Linked DNA regions of Mus musculus: regions 1 and 3 are each linked to region 2. A link is a contact called in public Hi-C and Micro-C data. All regions are on one chromosome and are shown on one strand. The core of a region is the stretch at or near the end of the contact, and the rest is flanking DNA. Distances in the headings are between cores, read along the strand shown.

Region 1 (3,110 bases), core at 340-2,839, 450 kb before region 2:
TAAGGCTGTATTAGAGGATAACTGGGATCTATAAAAAACAGATTTTTATCCCAATACAATCCCACATACTTGCTGTCTGAAATCCTTCCAAGTGTCTGGCCCATCGCCCTAGCCCTGTCATGGACATGTTCTCTTTTATGTCATTTAAGTGGCATTCCAAGGCAGACCGAGTCAACAAAACCCATAATCTGCCATCCTTATGCTGCATCCTGCATCCATGCATCATGTTCAGCATCCCTGCCTCTTCCTGCCCAGCAATGACTGAGCACCACAAATATAAAACAAAGAAAATAACCATATTTCCTTTGCTGAGGATGTAACTTTTAACTTCCTTTTCATCAATTGATCTAACTTGTCAAGTTAACTGAAACACTTAGGCTTAGCATCTTGCCTACAATGATGCCTGGATTCTTTTTCTTAAGAGTTTATTCTTGGGTACCAGCCTTTAACATCCTAGCTCTGGTGAAACAAAGGCTGGAAGACTGGTGCAATTTTGAGAATAGCCTGGGCTATATAGCGAATTCCGTACCAGCCCTGGCTATAAAGCTAGATCCTGTCTCAGAAAAATAAAGCATAAACAAAATTCAGCAGTTATATTATGAATTAAGCATATTACATTGCCTCTGCATATAGGAGCAATGCTATTTAGTGTTCTTTATAGCGTTCCTTGGATCTTCAGCTCCCTCACAGCTAATCGAGTTCTAAGAGGCTCTAGAACTTCCAAGACTGCTTAAACAACAACAAGCAAACTTAAGGTAATAGCAGGAAAATCCGGTACAAATTGCCTGGCATGTGACCCACTAGCACTGAGAAAAATTAGTAATAGAATGACTGGTTATTTGGTTTTCAGACCACCCAGGTTTAAAGTAGCCATGGAACCACAAAACTTTGCTAAAAGCTATCTTCTTATTGTGGGCAAAGGACCAGCTATTTAGCTATTACTTGGATAATCTTGTGTGATTGGGAAAACAGAAGCAGCCTTCTGATGTATGATCTCCCCTCCAAGGATTCAGAGAACTTGTTATTTTGAATGGCGTTCTTACATGGGCATTGGTGGTCAAGTACATGATTTTGAAGACCTAAAAGCAAAAGAGGAAACAAATCATCAAGATGTATGCTTCTATCTGTTTTAAGTAGCTTTTCCTCCCTGCTTCCATAGGCATAAGATGATTTCCTTGAAAACCCATTTGCCAACGTTCATTCTGACATCTTCCACTCATATCTGCTCCTTCAGGATTTCCTCAGCTAGGCCTTTTATACCATGACCTGAGATGGCACAGTAGGTATCCACCTATTTCTTGGCTGGCTCGTGCAGCCTGTACTGGTTTTGTGGGATAATCTTGCTCATTTCTAACATTTAAACTGGCAACATTTGCTTGATTTTATTTGAAGTTGTAATCTTTACAATACATGCGTTGTTTCAAAGCAATGGCAATAATTGCCTGGCTTCTGCTATGCCTGCACCTTAAAGCCCATAATACGTTGCAAATGAGAACTCTTAGCAAACTTGGCCTCAGGAAACCCTTAAACAGAGAACTGGTTCCATCTGCTGAGACCACTTCCGGGCTCCCAGAGTGAACAGAAGCTTGGCTTCCTGTGAGATCTTACAGTTGCTTCTGCTTCCGCTTTCCGGTTCTAGCTGGAGTGTGGTGCACGCTCTTAGCTCACTCGGGGAGCAATGTCTAATTGGTAGCAGGCTGCCAGGCTCTCCCAAAGCCCAGTATACATGCTATGACAGTGACCAGTGCTGCAGTGCAAGGGGTCTGATACTCATGCAAGACTCCTTAACCGAACTCTAGACTCAGTTTCCCTCCGGTGTTCTTCATAGCCATTCTTCCGTGATAAGATGTTTGAGGCACTTAAAGCTTTCTTATTCATTCCCTCAAGAATAGCTTGGAGCACGCATCTCACATGCTCCTCTTTGAGAAAGCAAGATAGAAATTACAATAATAATAATAGTAGTAGTAACAACAACAACAACAACAACAACAACAACAACAACAACAAAAGGCAACATAGTCCCTGTAGGAAAAGGTAGGACACTAGTACCCTGTCCCAACCACTTTGTCCTTATCTTTCTCATACTGGACAAGCAAATATTTATTTTCTGGGGCCTCCTTTGCAGCTGAGAGTGGCCATGTGACCCAGTTTAACAGGACAAAATGAAATCAGAGCTAACAACTCTTCTCTGCCTTTATGATCAGTACCCTATCTCTGTCCTTATTTTAATGTTTATATGATATTTTGTGGTATGTACATACTAGGCCTATCGAGACATTCCCCCAAATGATAGATTGCTGTCATTTCCTCTCATAATCCAATAGTGTCATGATGAACATCCTATTTCAATAAACATTCTCAACCTTGTGTATTGGTGCCTTTCTTACAGGACTGAATCTCAAATACTGGTTAACTGTCAGAACTTACACATGTTTATGTTTCCAAAGATATTGAAATATATACACATTTTTAAAAATAGTGATTCTCTTCTCAATAGCTGTATGTAAGTGGACTTATCTTTCTGCTTTACCAATGGCTCTTTTCAAGTTTTCCATTCTACCGAGTAACAATAGGTTATTAGGGTATTTGAATTTCCACTTTCCTGCATCTTTTTAAAGATTTGTTGACTGGGCAGACATGGGTCCACTCTGGCATTTTCTTAATGCTTGTTCTTATTTGTTCTCATTCCTCATGCCTCTTCTCTGTGCCATTTCCTCTTGCTGGGGCCTCCAGTGGCCCACTTCTGCTTTCCTGCCACGTATACATGATAAAGATTCCTATCAGCCTTCTCTCCCTACACCCTCTTAAAACTTCTTCTTCTGCTTTTATGGCTCCCTTTGTAGTTTCATGACCTACACACATACAGAAATAAGTAAACAGATAAGCAAACAAAGAACTGAAGTCTAGATGGTAGAAGAAAAGAAACAATAGCATTTGTCTTTCTGTGCCTGGATTATTTCATTTAACGTCCAGTCGCATCTGTTTCCTGCAAATGTGATTCACTTTTATTTATGGCTGAATAAACTTTGTGTGTGTGTGTGTGTGTGTGTGTGTGTGTGTGTGTGGATAGCTAGCCCAGCTCTATATTTTAAGGTATTATTGATAGTGCA
Region 2 (2,783 bases), core at 121-2,620:
CCTCACTGAAATCTGTTTTCTTGGGTTCCAACCTCTTCCTTTTTCAGCCACGAACCAAAAAGAAAAAAAAAAAAGTTGACTTAAGACACATACGGGGCGGAATTTCGAAGGCGGCACAGTTGACTGGCACCTAGAAACAGCCCCAATTTCTCCCGCACTCTCGCTGCAGTCCGCGGGGTGCGCAGGTGCTGCCAAGGAACAAACCAACCTAGGGAAAGACTGGAATCACCTGGGCCAACTCACAAACGGGGGACCCAGTGGATAGAATATCTAAAAGTGACTGGAAAGCGGGGTTAAACCAGCCCACACAACTCAGAAGGGAAAAGCCAGACGGGACAGGATTGTAAGTTGTTAACCACATCCTAGAGAGGACTGTGCACGCACCGCCAGGCCAGCATACACACAAATATTCACAAACATGCACATGTCTATTCTGCCCCAGTTGGAGTGGCGATTCGGGGACAGGTACGTGGTGTCCGGGCTTGGGACACCTGCCCGGAGTCCCCCGTCGCTGCGGGCAGCCCAGAGTACTGTAGGAAGCAGGCGCTCCCAGCTGCCTCACTGAGGGATGCTCAGTGGCATCCCACCTGGGGAGCCTCGGGGACCGTGGTGGCCGTGACAGCTTTAGATGTTCCCCGCTTATCACCCTTTCCCCGAGTGCCCAACTTTGCGGGGCTGGCGCAGCCCTTCCCTACCCAAATACTGCCGCAGGTCGAGCAGGAAGCGAGGGGGTCCCCCGCTGAGCTGGTAGAAGAGGGAGCCCAGGCAGAAGACCAGCAGGGTAGCCATGCAGAAACCGTAGTCCCGGAGGGAGAAGCGCAGGAAAGGCAGCAGCGGGATCCGGCGCTTGCAGCTGCCCAGGCACGGAGGGGCGCCCCCCACAGGGGCCCCATGGGGCCAGGGATCCGTGCCGCCGCCGGGATGCTGCTGCTGCTTCTTCTTCATCGCCGGCTCCGCCGCCTCGAACAGCCCGCCCCGGCCAGGAAGAGGTCACCCATCCGCCGCCAGCCGGAGCGCCTAGCCGGCTGTCTGCACATGGAGAGGGACGCGCTGAGGGCAGCCGGGTGGGGGCGGGGAGGGGCCGAAGTTGCCGGGCTCAGGGTACTCTGCTCGTCTTGGTCCCCACCGCTCGCTGCGGCCCCAAAGGGCCCAAAATGTCCCGGGCCCCGCCGTGGGGGTGGCGATCGCAACCCACGCCTGGTCGCGCGTCCTGCTAGCAGCCCCGCGTCCCGTAGCAGCCCTGCGCCCCAAGTCCCGCCGCGCCCCGGGCTCGCTCCCGGCTCGCCTCCAGCGCCAGCGTGGACCCCCCGGGCTTTGTGTGGGTCGCGGGCGGTGTGTTTGGTCCCAGTTCAGGCTCGGCTAGCTCAAGGCAGGGAGGATCGGGAGGCGGACACCACCCTCTCGCTCCACCTCCTTGACAGGGGCTTCCCTCCCTCCTCGCCTCTCCTCCCCTCCCCTTTCTCTCTGGCGCGAGACGGCCCGCTCTCCTCCCTCCCCGGCCCTCCCTTCCCTCTCCAACCCTGGGCTCGACGCTGGACTCGGTGTCACATTACGGCTTCTGCTGGGGCGGGCAGGGAGGGAGGAGGGGGCCGAGGATCAGCAACAAGGAAGAAAGTTTTTGGGTGCGTGGATTTTTTTTTTTTCCTCCTCCATTCTCTACAATCTGGTCTCGGTTCCTGCGCTACCAGCGACCTCTTGGGGCCCGCTGACTTCCCTCTCGTAAACAGTCGCCTTGGAGGATTTGACTACGTTTGTCTTTTCATTTGGGGAACTTGATTCTCTTTCTATATCCCAAGCGACCCACCTACCAAAAGCCGATATAAAATGTGCTGGGATATGGGTTCAAGACCTAGCCGGGACGGTAAAAGGCAAGAGGTGGGTGGTTTCGGCAGAGCCAGGCATAGCTCACGCCCTTGGCTCAGAATCAGAGGGCGCTTTTTTCTTGCCCTCCCTCGTCTTACAAGCACTCCACTGAAAACAAGGGTACTCCACTGACTGGAGGAAGACCTTACAGCAGATATAAAAGGAGAAGGCTCTGTGCCTTCACAGACCTGTTTCACCATCTCTCTTCCCACCGCTGGGAAGTTTCTAGAACTGAAAGAGCCCACGGAGCTTCCCAGAGACCTATCCGAGAACAGGGCTGCTCTATCAAACACACTTAATCGTTTTTGTTTTTACAAATCACCAGATACACAAGTGATATGGCCTAAGAGTTACATTGTGATTCCAGTGTCCTAGATTGTTTTTCTGTTGCTGTGATAAACATCATGACCCAAAATAACATGGAGGAAAAAAAGAATTTGTTTGGCTTACCAGTTACAGTCCATTGTGGAGGGAAGGTGAGGCAGGAGGAACCTAGAGACAGGAACTGGAGCAGAAACTGGAGAAATGTGCTTACGCGGGTTCTAGGTTCACCTTCCGCCGTCTTTCTTGTACTGTCCAGGGCCACCTGCTTAGGAACGGCTCTCTGCCTGCTGTGGCCTGGCCCCCCTACATCAATTAGCAATCAAGAAAATGCTCCCCAGACAGGAGCAAAAAAACAATCTGTTGGAGACAGTTCTCCAATAATGTTTTTCTTTTCCAAGCTGAGTTAAGTTGGAAACAGAAGTGACATTTAGTGACATAAGCAGGTAGGTAGGACTGTGAACAAGACAGATATATTAACCACTGCAGCATGACACTGGGCAGATTTCTTCATGGTTTCCCTGGGATTAGAAAACAGCATTTAGCTCAGGCCACACAATTCCGATGCCTCTCAACTCTGATCCCCAAATCATTCTAAA
Region 3 (3,144 bases), core at 107-2,606, 370 kb after region 2:
GAGCAGGGATTTGAACCAGACTAACTCGCTCCAAAGCCCAAGACCTTAACCACTATGAAGAAAACTATATCGTTCCTAAAGAGACACGGCTAACACCAGAGACACGGCTAACACCCTATCCATCCAAGGTAAAATTTCATCCTCAGTAGAACTACTTTCCAGAACTAAGATAAATCCATAGGCAGTTTTAACCACTGGCCAGTTCAAAACCTCTTTTGGGGGGGTTTGGTTGGTTGGTTGGTTTTGGTTTTTGGGTTTTTTTGTTTGTTTGTTTTGTTTTGTTTTGTTTTTGATTTTGGGTTTTTTTTGTTGTTGTTTTTGTTTTGTTTTTGTTTTTGGGGGATTGTTTTGTTTTGTTTTCGAGACAGATTTTCTCTGTGTAGTCCTGGCTGTCCTGGAACTCACTCTGTAGACCAGGCTGGCCTCGAACTCAGAAATTCGACTGCCTCTGCCACCCAGGTGCTGGAATTAAAGGCGTGCGCCACCACGCCCGGCAGTTCAAAACCCCTTATCAGCACAGATTCAGCAATATATGCCTTATTGTTCTCAGCGCCAAACATATAAAACAAATATCCTGTAATTCTACAAACTAGAAGAGCTGAGGGCAGAGCAAGTAAACACCGTGGTAGTTCTGCACAAGGAAACGGTTGTTTTCCTCTCATGGGCACAGGACAAGCCCTGTGCGGATAAACATCAATACCGAGAGGCCATGAGGAGTCCACTCGCCAAATATTTACAAGTAGTATTTACATCTACTCTTTCTGGCTTTTTCCACGCCAACTTTTCTAAGCAGGTGTCCCTAATTACAGTCGATTGTTCAAGAGGTGTCTCTGATGTGACCCGACAAGTAGGGGTTTTTTTTTTTTGTTTGGTTGGTTTGGTTTGGTTTGGTTTTTCTAAATTACAGTTTCAACCCCTATATAGAGAATACAGCGGAAAGAAGAAGGGTGACCAATAGGTGGGCGAGGGGTGAGCCCCGCTTCCCCCGCCTGCCTCCCCAGGTAGCTCACCAGGATGCCCATCACGTCGGTCCAGAGGCGGGAGATTGACTCGGAGACACCGGCCTCGGGCTCCAGCTCCCGGGCGGGATCCACCTCCGGCTCAGGCTCCGGCGCCGGGCTAGCAGCTCCCGCGTCCTCCTCCATGGCCGCGTCCCCGTGCGTCCGCGTCCGGGTCCCCGCGCTGCCCACCGCTCGCAGCAGCGCGTCGGCCGACGGGGCGCAAGTTCCCCGCCCGCGGCGTCACCGGGCCGCGCCCCCGCGTCGCATGCCCCAGGCTCCGCTGGGTACGAGCACCACTGCCAGGACTGGCACCTCGATCCCGGGCGACCGCGATTGACAACTCCAGAAACTTTTCCTAGCCCGGCCCCGCGCAGCAACAGGGTAGCTGGAGCAGAGTCCACAACACTGGCTGCGGCGGGGAGTTCACGGGACCAGGGAGACAAGAGCCACACCGCACGGGTGCTGCGTCCTGCTTCGGGGACCGGCTCCGGGTGGCACACCACTCGCCTCTACTGGAGAGTTTGTGCAGGGCTGGGCAGGGGACAGTGACGCCTGTGGACCCGGGCTAATTAGTCCTGGACCCCTCTCTTTAGAATGAGCTCTTCCAACTCCACATGACTCCCTCCCCTCCAGGCTCAAGAAAGCGTTTAGCAACAAAAGGTGCTCTGATGTCAGGCGCTTTGCATGGAAATGAGCCTCAGCCTGGCCAACAAATCGCCTTTTGAAAGCGCCACCGCGCCACGGGCCCGGGGCCCTGCACAAGTCCCCAATCGCGCCATTCACCCGCGCCTTCCGCCACTGAAACTGCAGAAAGTTAATCTTTAAGCCGCTCGCTGAGTTCGAGTTTAAGAGGAGTCCGTATGGTGACAACCCCTGGAATTACAGTCCTGTCTGTCAGGCTTCTTGGAAAACAAAGTGTGACAAAGCTCGCCTGGTCACGAGCCATTGTTTGGGTCGTAAGTCCGGGCGTTTCGGCTCCCGAGTGGCCGCAGTGCTGTGCACTTCTAGGGTTTTCGGATACTTAAATGAGACCCTCTCTGAGCTGTAAGGGTGTGTTTTGTTTTGTTTTGTTTTGTTTTGTTTTGTTTTGTTTTGTTTTGTTTTGTTTTACGTGGAAGAAACAGGCAAGGGGTATGTTCAAAATAAAAGTTAATTTTATGGCCGCTAAGCCCATGCACAGTTCAGGCCTCGATATGTTAATCAAGTGAAAATGCCAGAGGGAAATATCCCTGAAGAGGTCCTTTTTCCCTCTTCTCCCCCTCCTCCTCCTTTTAAAAACCAATCAAAAAATTTTTTCTAAGAGATGACAGTGCCTATCCTATTTGATTTTGTGGCTGCTCACTTTGTGAAACTAAAGAAACCCACGGAATCTGCCCCTTATTAAGGAGGTGGAGTGGAGAGGGGATGAAGTGAGGGTCCCCCGGATAGAACAATTACTTCTGAAGTGTCTTCATCTCTTTCTCAGCTTTCATACATTGAGAACAGCAGTCTAAGTAATGGGTGAATAGCTCTCACCCACAATGTCAAAACGTAAAAAGAAGTAAAACCCTAGCATAGCAGTATGGGCCTATAAGGCTGGGAAGTAGAGACATCGGGATTTTCGTGGCTTTAGTGGCTGCCATTCCAGACAGCTGGTAAGCTCCAGGTTCATGGAGAGATTGATCATGTCTCAAAAAATAAGGTGGTGTATGGTAGAGAAAGACACCTGACATCACTCTGCCGTCCACAGGTATGTGTATAAGTGAATGTACACACACAAGATTTTACCACCCCTTCTCAAACTTTTTTGGTTGGGAGGGTAGTGTGTGTGTGTGTGTGTGTGTGTGTGTGTGTGTGTGTGTGTGGTGTAGTGTAGTAACTGAAGAAGAGCCCTAGAGTCTGAATCAGTGGAGCCAGGCCAGAAGTTTCTCTGGGCTAATGCAGTTCCAGATGTTGGGATTCAGGGCTGGGAGGAGTGAACTAGGTGCCCATTTAACATTTCAAAGTGGACCTGGCCTCTAGATTTTTCCAGAATCCCTCAGTCCCCTTTGCCTGGCCCTAGCCTACCAGACCTGGGCTTCCCCTCCCCCAGGGGCTCTTCCCTATATAATCAGACATTTTGTTTTCTCTCCTTCCTCCGTCCTTCCCTCCCTCCGTCTATTTC

The links. Hi-C and Micro-C count contacts between places; a contact is called where the count stands out from the background.
Region 1: a contact with region 2 is called in a Hi-C map of CD8 T cells, with 2.4 times the contacts expected there. The contact joins the enhancer-like site here to the promoter of Ust in region 2. A contact is called at or near these places in 1 of 484 Hi-C or Micro-C datasets (CD8 T cells) and 3 of 115 datasets of contacts at active chromatin or transcription factors (astrocytes, large pre-B cells and microglia).
Region 3: a contact with region 2 is called in a Micro-C map of embryonic stem cells, with 6 times the contacts expected there. The contact joins the promoter of Sash1 here to the promoter of Ust in region 2. A contact is called at or near these places in 3 of 484 Hi-C or Micro-C datasets (all in embryonic stem cells) and 1 of 115 datasets of contacts at active chromatin or transcription factors (extraembryonic endoderm stem cells).

The regions. Positions count from the first base shown.
Region 1 is chr10:8,064,337-8,067,446 of GRCm38.p6, forward strand. No RefSeq gene overlaps it. Among named protein-coding and RNA genes, the nearest start is that of Gm30820, 86 kb to the left of the region's middle. Within about 2 kb of position 1,590, at least 102 of the 459 cell types and tissues checked have an H3K27ac peak or open chromatin away from gene starts, as enhancers often do. A contact at or near this core is called in CD8 T cells and microglia, where this site is marked.
Region 2 is chr10:8,517,455-8,520,237 of GRCm38.p6, forward strand. It overlaps Ust (uronyl-2-sulfotransferase), which reads right to left and starts at 1,371. Exons shown (of 8, transcript NM_177387.3): 1 at 696-1,371. The coding sequence starts at 945.
Region 3 is chr10:8,884,714-8,887,857 of GRCm38.p6, forward strand. Sash1 (SAM and SH3 domain containing 1) reads right to left here and starts at 1,357. Exons shown (of 20, transcript NM_175155.4): 1 at 1,011-1,357. The coding sequence starts at 1,145.